Linked DNA regions of Sus scrofa: region 2 is linked to region 1. The links are chromatin contacts, called in public HiChIP or PLAC-seq maps. All regions are on one chromosome and are shown on one strand. Each heading gives the region's core, a stretch centred on a gene start, on an enhancer-like site or on the middle of the called end of the contact. The rest is flanking DNA. Distances are from core to core; before and after follow the strand shown. Region 1 has its middle 110 kb from the start of IRF2BP2. Region 2 has its middle 180 kb from the start of IRF2BP2.

What was found. HiChIP or PLAC-seq counts read pairs in DNA pulled down with a chosen protein or histone mark.
Region 2: an H3K27ac HiChIP or PLAC-seq map of skeletal muscle shows a contact between it and region 1. The contact joins two enhancer-like sites. A contact is called at or near these places in 11 of 47 Hi-C or Micro-C datasets (embryonic fibroblasts, fetal liver, heart right ventricle and 4 more) and 1 of 2 datasets of contacts at active chromatin or transcription factors (skeletal muscle).

What each region holds. Positions count from the first base shown.
Region 1 is chr14:56,431,396-56,435,317 of Sscrofa11.1, forward strand. No RefSeq gene overlaps it. Among named protein-coding and RNA genes, the nearest start is that of IRF2BP2, 110 kb to the right of the region's middle. Within about 2 kb of position 2,211, at least 37 of the 83 cell types and tissues checked have an H3K27ac peak or open chromatin away from gene starts, as enhancers often do. A contact at or near this core is called in fetal liver, skeletal muscle and subcutaneous adipose tissue, where this site is marked.
Region 2 is chr14:56,362,376-56,366,297 of Sscrofa11.1, forward strand. No RefSeq gene overlaps it. Among named protein-coding and RNA genes, the nearest start is that of IRF2BP2, 180 kb to the right of the region's middle. Within about 2 kb of position 1,931, at least 60 of the 83 cell types and tissues checked have an H3K27ac peak or open chromatin away from gene starts, as enhancers often do. A contact at or near this core is called in fetal liver, skeletal muscle and subcutaneous adipose tissue, where this site is marked.

The sequences.
Region 1 (3,922 bases), core at 961-3,460:
AAGAGGCCGTTCTGCCATTGCCCTCCGCCTCCTAGGAAGCAATCTTCAGCTCTAATTGCTGTCTGGTCCATTATCTCCTGGACCACATTTGCATAAGTTTTAAGCCTGAAAGTCAAAGAGAAATAGAATCATACACATCCACACGACCTTTCAATCACTTGAAAAAGGCACCCTCTCTCTCCCAAACACAGAGCCTGGCTTAGAGCAGTCTTGGGTTCTGAGCTGTGAAGCATTGCCACCGTAGGTAGGAAGCAACGTTAGCTCTGGAATTCAATTAAGTGTCAGCACTGCTATTTGAGTCAGGATGAGTCACGCCTCTTCAGCGCGGGGGCTAGGAGCCCCCAGGATTAATGGTGATTGATAAGTGCTGGAGGACCAGGGCTTGCAGCCTCCCAGAATCCTCGCCTCACCCACACACGCTTTTGCATGAATAGCAGCAAAGAACGCGTTGAGTACATGGGAGGTGCTGTCAAGAATTTGCTCCTATCCCCGTCTTTTCTGCTTGTGAGTTTCACTGGCTTTTCAGCTTGCAAAGAGCAGAGAGTGTGTTTTATTTATTTTTAAATTTCTTTTTGCTCTTTTTTTGGCTACCCTGCAGCATATGGAGCTCCCAGGCCAGGGATCAGATCCGAGCCACAGCTGCCACCTTAGCCACAGGTACAGTGACACTGGACCCTTAACCCACTGTGCCAAGCCAGGGATCAAACTGCCTCCCAGCACTCCCAAGACACCACCAATCTCATTGTGCCACAATGGGAACTCCTGGGACTGTGTTTTATATTCCCCTCTCTCAGTTCATGTCCAAATGCTTAAGGGGAGGAAAAAAATGATCTCTGGAACTCCATACCCATCCTATAGGTGAGGAGAAGTAAGTTGCTAATGAGAGAAAGGGCCAGGGCTCAGTTCCAGGAAAGCTGCTGAAAACACCTGCTCTAACCACTGGCCCACACTGCCTCCCAAAGGGTAGGAAGCACCATTCTCTAGTTAACCTGTAAAGTAAAATGTGGGCCTGGGAAAGGTGAAGGCATGTTTCCGTTCCATGCAACAGGGTGCATGCAATCTACATACCATCTACAGGTCATACAATACACAATAGTTGATACAATATACAACAGGCAAAATGTGCCTGGCCCCTTTCCTTGGTCACTTGACTGGTTCAGGCCACGGCCGACAGACTGATTGCCAGTGTACTTTGTCAGATTCCCTCTACCCACCCACCCCCCGGCTCCACCATTCATTTTCCAGAACCCTCTGTTCTGTATTTGCAGTTTCAGTTCTGTATTTGTGGACACAATCTATGAAACAATTCAAAGGGGGAAAGAAATACTTTGGTGAAAGGTAGAAAAATTAACCAAAAAATGGGTTAGGCTGAAAATTCCTCTAAGGCTTGAGGATGAACATTCAAACCTAAGACGAGAAAGTCAAGGTGAGTTTGTCCATTGGGCTAAGAAGGAACAGTGTGGGAAAGTCACACGCTTGTGAGAACCAAGTCAGGCAGGCGGATAACATTCAAGGGCTGGAAAGGATGAAATAAGATATTCTGAGCACATGAGCAATGGCAGCTGGGAGAGCACTGGCCCTTTTCACTCCAGATTTTATAAACTTCAGGTAAAAGAGAGGCAGCAGTGAGAGGCGCATCCTCAGTGTGGTCCCCCCAGGCAAATCTGAGTGGCAGAGATTTTAAGTTGGGTCCATTTTACTTTAGAACTGCCCCGTGTGTGTGCCCGGGTGGCTGGGCTTGGCTTTCTCCGCCTTTGTCTTTGCCGTCTCTCCCTGTTTCCCCACAAAACCAAAGCTACTTGTTCTCCCAGCTTCACAAAGAGGAAAAAAAAAAAAAACGACTCCAAGAGGAAATCACTTCACAGCAAGTGAGCCCTGGGAAGAATTCAAGAGTGAGGAGCCCTTGTAATGAGATTAAGGGAAAAATGCTCTTGTGCCTCCAACTCAGACCCGTCCTCCGTGCGCAGAAGCAGCCAAAACAAATACCGGCATTGTTTTGGGAAGGAAAAGGTTAACAAGCTAGGAAAACAAAATCAGAGATATTTTTCAAAGCGTGACCCTGGGCAGGATGAGCAGAGAGCAGCCTGCCGTTGCAGCAGCATCTCCCCTCCTGGCTGATGTTTATCCTGCAGCTTGTGGGGGGCGGGGAGCAGCTGTGACATTCAGAGAGACCACAGGTTGCTGTCTTCTGCATGGCAGTCGGGCTGCACTCATCGGGCAGAGGCATGAAAGCCTGGGTCCAGAGGAAAAGACGCACAGCTCCTTGGCCCCTTCTTAGAAATGAGCTTAGAAAAAATTCTTTGTGGATCATGCAAAGCTTGGAACACATGCTTTCATCTACCCCTGGCCAAAGCACTAGACTGCAAATGGAAATTTGGAGGCTGTGTCCAGGCTTGGGTTTCAGGCTGGCCTTGAGGACGTGCTTCAGTTTCCTGATTCAGTCAATTAATATTTATCCGGCGCCCACTGTGTGCTGGGGCTGAGGGTCTCCTGCTGCGGATATAAAGTTGATAGACCCCCATCTTTGTCTTTAAGGGACGTACAGTCTGGTAGAGAGAACAGATGTGCGAACAGATTGTTATCCTTGTAATATGTGAAGCATATATAGCTAATATTTAATATTGATGTTTCCCAAATACAGCTGTAATGGGGATGATGCCCGTGGACATTTGACACTCAAACCGTGTTGTGTGTGAGTGTGAGTTGCGTGTGTGTGTGTGTGTGTGTGTGTGTGTGTGGCCAGATGTCCATCACCCTCTGTAGGCAGTGCCCCTGGTTCTTTAGGAGCCTGCAAGCCCACTTCCCTGCTCTCAGCAGGCTTCTGATGATGGGAGCTGCCCTCTGGAAGTCCCGTGGAGCTTCTGGGATGAAGTGTGAAGGGCTAAGATGAGGAAATAGAGGGGCTTCCTTGCCACTCTTCATCCAACAGAGATCGCCAGTGTTCAAGAGGGCCCAGACGCTCTTTGTTCAATCATGCACGCTGCTGGTGATCATGATGGGAGGTTCTGTAGACAGAATCCACAGCCCAAGACAGAGAAACTGGTGAGAGGGTCGAGGTGTCTGTAAGTGGCTTCCATGACATGGTGCCTAGTTTTCTCCAACAAGACTTAACATATTCCTTGTCACATTAAAGTCTCAGCTCTAGGAGGTCCCGTCGTGGCTCAGTGGGTTAAGAACACGACATAGTGTCTGTGAGGATGTGGGTTCGATCCCTGTCCTCGATGAGCAAGTCAAGGATCCGGTGTTGCCGCAAGCTGTGGTGTAGGTCACAGATGCAGTTTGGATCCAGTGTTCTGTGGTTGTGGCATAGACCCCAGCTGCAGCTCTGATACCATGCCTAGCCTGGAAACTTTCATATGCTGCAGCCATAAAAAGAAAAAAAAAAAAAAAGTCTCAGCTCTGTCTTGCTGAGAAGGACCCATTTGGGACTGTACAGGAAATCGCTGAACTTTGCTCAGACTGGGATGGTAAGGCTTATTCTCAACATCTCCACGATTATTTCACTTTTTTTTGTTTGTTTGTTTGGGTTTTTTTTTTTTTGTTTTTTATGGCCGTACCCGCGGCATATGAAGGTCTTAGGCTAGGGGTTAAATCGGAGCTACAGCTGCTGGCCTACACCACAGCCACAGCAACACCAGATTTGAGCTGTATGTGCAACCTACACCACAGCTGAGGGCAATGCTGGATCCTTAACCCAATGAGTGAGGCCAGAGATCAAAGTGGCATCCTCATGGATACGAGTCAGATTCATTACCACTGAGCCACAACGGGAACTCCCTTCATGATTGTTTTGTACTCAAAACTTCACAGTCCTGGCTGGCAATTTCCCAAGATCTGCATTGATGAGATTCATTTCCATGCATCAGAAAGTAGAAATATCAGAAGGCACACAGAGCCACTTGGACTCTGGGAGGAAAGGCAG
Region 2 (3,922 bases), core at 681-3,180, 69 kb before region 1:
TCTGAGGTCAGCTTTCCCTGGTCAGTGTCCCTCCTCAAGCCAGATGGAGGGGGTGGATCCTGTTGGGCTTCAAGTTCCCTTTAGGGAGATAGAACTCCAAGCGTCTGGCCAAGACAGGAATTGCCAGACCCTTATCATCACCCCTCCTGTCTCATTGTAGTGCTCCCTCCCCCACCTTGAGCAACCAGGTCTACTCCTTCTTGCCCCTACTAGGAAAGGTATATGGCCCACTCCTCGCCCCACCCCTATAGGACCTTACATGCTCCCAACCAACCAGCAAGCGTATCCTAAGACTCCCCTCTTTCCCCAACCAATCAGCAGGTCAGCAGATATATCCTGAGACATCTCCTCTCCCTGGGCTATTAAAACAGACATGACCACACGTTCAAGGATTGGTTCTCCCCGATCATCAGCAAGTCAGCCTGCTTTGCTTGCAGCATCTCTTATCTCAATAAACTCTACTTTCTCTCCCCTCGCCATGCTCAATAAACTCTTCTTTCTTTTCACCCCGATACGAGTCCAGAAATTATTTTGTGACCCGTGTGCACAGACCACAACAGGTCCAAAGGCATCTATACTGTCTCCTGGGTCTTTCTAAGTGTCAGGGAGCAGGAGGGTCTCTCTAGTGTGGCCCCCACAGCATTGCTCCAACGTTGTCCATAACCTCTTGACCATCCATGTTTATCGCACACTCTTCATCTTTGCCGTCATCCTCTTGGGCCACCAAGTCTGAGCGCACCTTTCCCAGAGCGTTCTGCCCCCCAGCTCACGTTTCCCCAGCTAGTTTTCTTGGTGGCGGCAATTCATCCCTGGCTACTCGAGAGAATTAGCCTTAAAAAAAAAAAAATACACATGTTGGAGTTCCCACTGTGGCTCAGTGGTTAACAAATCTGACTAGGAACCATGAGGTTGTGGGTTCGATTCCTGTTTAAGGATCCAGCGTTGCCAGGAGTTGTGGTGTAGGTTGCAGATGCAGCTCAGATTCTGCATTGCTATGGCTGTGGCGTAGGCCGGCAGTTGTAGTTCTGATTCGACCCTAGCCTGGGAGAGCCTGGGAACCTCTATATGCCAAGGGTGTGGTCCTGAGAAGCAAAAAGAAAAAAAAAAAAATACACATGCTTGTGTCCTGCACCCAGAAATGTTTCTAGTGGTGGAGGTGGTGTATCTGGGAGTTGTCTGCGCAAAACAGGAATTTTGCCCCCTGCATCCTCTTGTTTCCTGGGCTGGGCCTTGGGGGAAAGCTCTCCTGGGCACCAGGACCTGGTGTCACAATCAGGCCATAAGAAACTGAGGCTAATGCTGCTTTTTTCCAGGGCAGCGAACAGGCAACCTCTCTGCCCAGCAAGGCCACCCTGGGCCCCAGCAGGACGACTGGGGTCAGGGACGGGGGCACTGGCCAGGGTGACCCCGGGGGAGGGGCTGGTGTGGCCTCATGCCTCTCAGCCTGAGTTCCTTGGACCCCCTTGGCTTTTCTGATCGTGAGTCCCTGGGCTCCTCTCCTCCCCGCAAAATGCCCAAGGAAAGAATCATACAGAGGACAGGCTCAACTGTGGGAGGCTGGAGCAAAAAGCCAATAAAACTGGCTTTATTTGTAATGTTCCCGTGTTTGTTATTTCGTTATCCCTACCCTGCTTCCTCCAAGCAATGTAACAAGGAAAAGGATTTAAAAAAAAAAAAAACTCCCTGCTCTAAGTATGCATGAACTTCATGGCCTCACTTGATCCTTTACCTCCTTCTTCTCCAGCAGGCCAGTGCATGAATTCCTCTCCCAAACGGTGTGTTTTCCATCCTAACTTTTATGGCATGTCCCTCGATTAATGGTTGACGTATTCATTTTCTCCCCTCCGCCCCCATTATCAAAGTGTGCTTTGACTAACGATTAACTCTCTGGTTAACAGAAAGAAACCTGTTAATCATCTACAAGCCCTCGAGCAGGAAAATCATTCTTTGTAACCTTTTCCCAACGGCAGGAGAGCCCCCTGTCCCGAGGCAGCTGACCTTCAACCACACCTGGGTCCCGAAGCTTGCAAAACCCCGACTGTAATCGTGTTACAAGGGCTTATTAGTAAGCCAAGGTCATAAACCCCTGAGGAGCGAGTGACGCTGGTTCTCCCAGCCAGGCAGGGAGAGCACTCTTCAGTCCAGACACCCTAACTCCAGGACCCTATAAAGAGACCAAGCGGCACCTCTTTTTTAAAAAAAAAAAAAATTGTTTTGCCAGTGAGGGCTAATCATTCTCTGTTGTACATTCTTTGTTGCTGGGAGACTCAATGGCTGTACAGGCTGTTCTTTCTCGGAGCCATAGTTCAAAAGTGCTCCTGACCCAAACACACACGTGTTGTAATCCTGCCCTCCCTTGTGTGGGGCCGGCAGACAACTAGCAAGTGTGCAGCCCCAGCCAGACCCAGAGGCTGGAAGGGGGGAACCTTCTTCTGAAGTTAGGTGGGCGGTGCCTTTCTTTCCTGGAAGGAGCTGGAGGAGGAGGGGAAGGGATGGGGCGGGATGCTTTAGGGGGCCCCCTCCTCACCCCAGAGGGAAGGGCTGGAGACCTGTGGCTCACCATCTGGGATGCGATGTGTGCCCCAGGGCTAGAGAGTCAGTCCTCGTGGAGAAAGCAACCCCTTCGTTCATTTGCAAAGCTGATCTGCTGTGGAGTGGGGAGGCCGGGAGAAAGGAGGGCTCCCCTCCATCCTTGCTGGGTTTGGCTTGCTTTTCTCCCTGGTGGCACCCCGCTCCTTCTTCTTAAATAAGACCCGGCAGCAAGGGAGAGTCTGGTCTGCTGAGAGGACGCAGGCGCTGCCAGACTTATTAGGAAAGAGGCAGCCCGGGTTTTGGCCAGCGCTGGCGCTGTGGACCACATGGTCCTCTGCGCGCCTGGTTACTGTCAGCGCTGCGCTCTGGACCCCGCCGCCCTGGCCTCCTCCCCGCTGCCCGCAGCGCCTGCCCTGCTCCGATCCAAACATTTCCACATTAGGCAGCCTTGCTGCCTGGCTCCCCGCCTCCAGCCGTGACCTGGGGTGACCTCCGTCCCGGGCTCGATGCCAAGCGCTCCACCACAGGTGCACTTGCCTGTTTTCTGGGTCGCCCTTGTGATCTGGTGTCCAGGTGCTTGGCAACATTTAGCAAACCTTCCTCGGTGCTCTGTGTCGTCTTGACACTGTTTGCGCAGACACCCTTGGGGATGCGGGAGAGGAGCTGGTGCCTCTCCTTCATGCACTTAGTGCCTGGCATGCCGCGCTGGCCTCACCAAGATGCTGGATGACCCTCTCTCCCTCTTCATCCCCCGCCCTCCCCCTTTAAGCAGGTCTGACTTGTCTTTTGGACTCAGAGAGTCAGAGCAGAAGTTACGATTCCTTCTACACACACACCCACCCCTAGATTTGTGCAGCCATATATGGTAGCCACCCGGGCATGTGGCTCAGGAGTGGTGAAAATGGGACTGCTTCAAACTGAGACATGCTGGGTGGGGGTAAGTCACACTGGATTTCGAGGACTTTGTTAAAAAAAAAGAACGGGAAGTATCACACATGTTGAAATGCTCATATTTAAGGAAGAGTGGATTAAGTAAAATATGCTATTAAGAAGAATGTTACCTTTCTGTCCACTTCCTTTAATGCGGCTACTGAAAGATGCAGCACATTAGTTCGCATTGTATTGGGGTTGGACTGCTACGCTCTTGCCTGTTCCACTGGGGACGGTTCCTTCCGTGCTTCCTAATATTCTGGGGGTCCCTGACAGCGGGTGGTTGCAGGCTCTGTACCTACAGCTCCCTTCCTGCCCTCAGAACTTCTAGCCACAGTCCTGGATCCAGGCCTGGGACCTCCTATCCTGGCGGCATCCCCACAGGAAGGCCCCTGGCTACACAGCCATCCTTGCCTCATGGGTGTTCTCAGCCTGCTCGGCTGTCCCTGAGCCCTGCTCT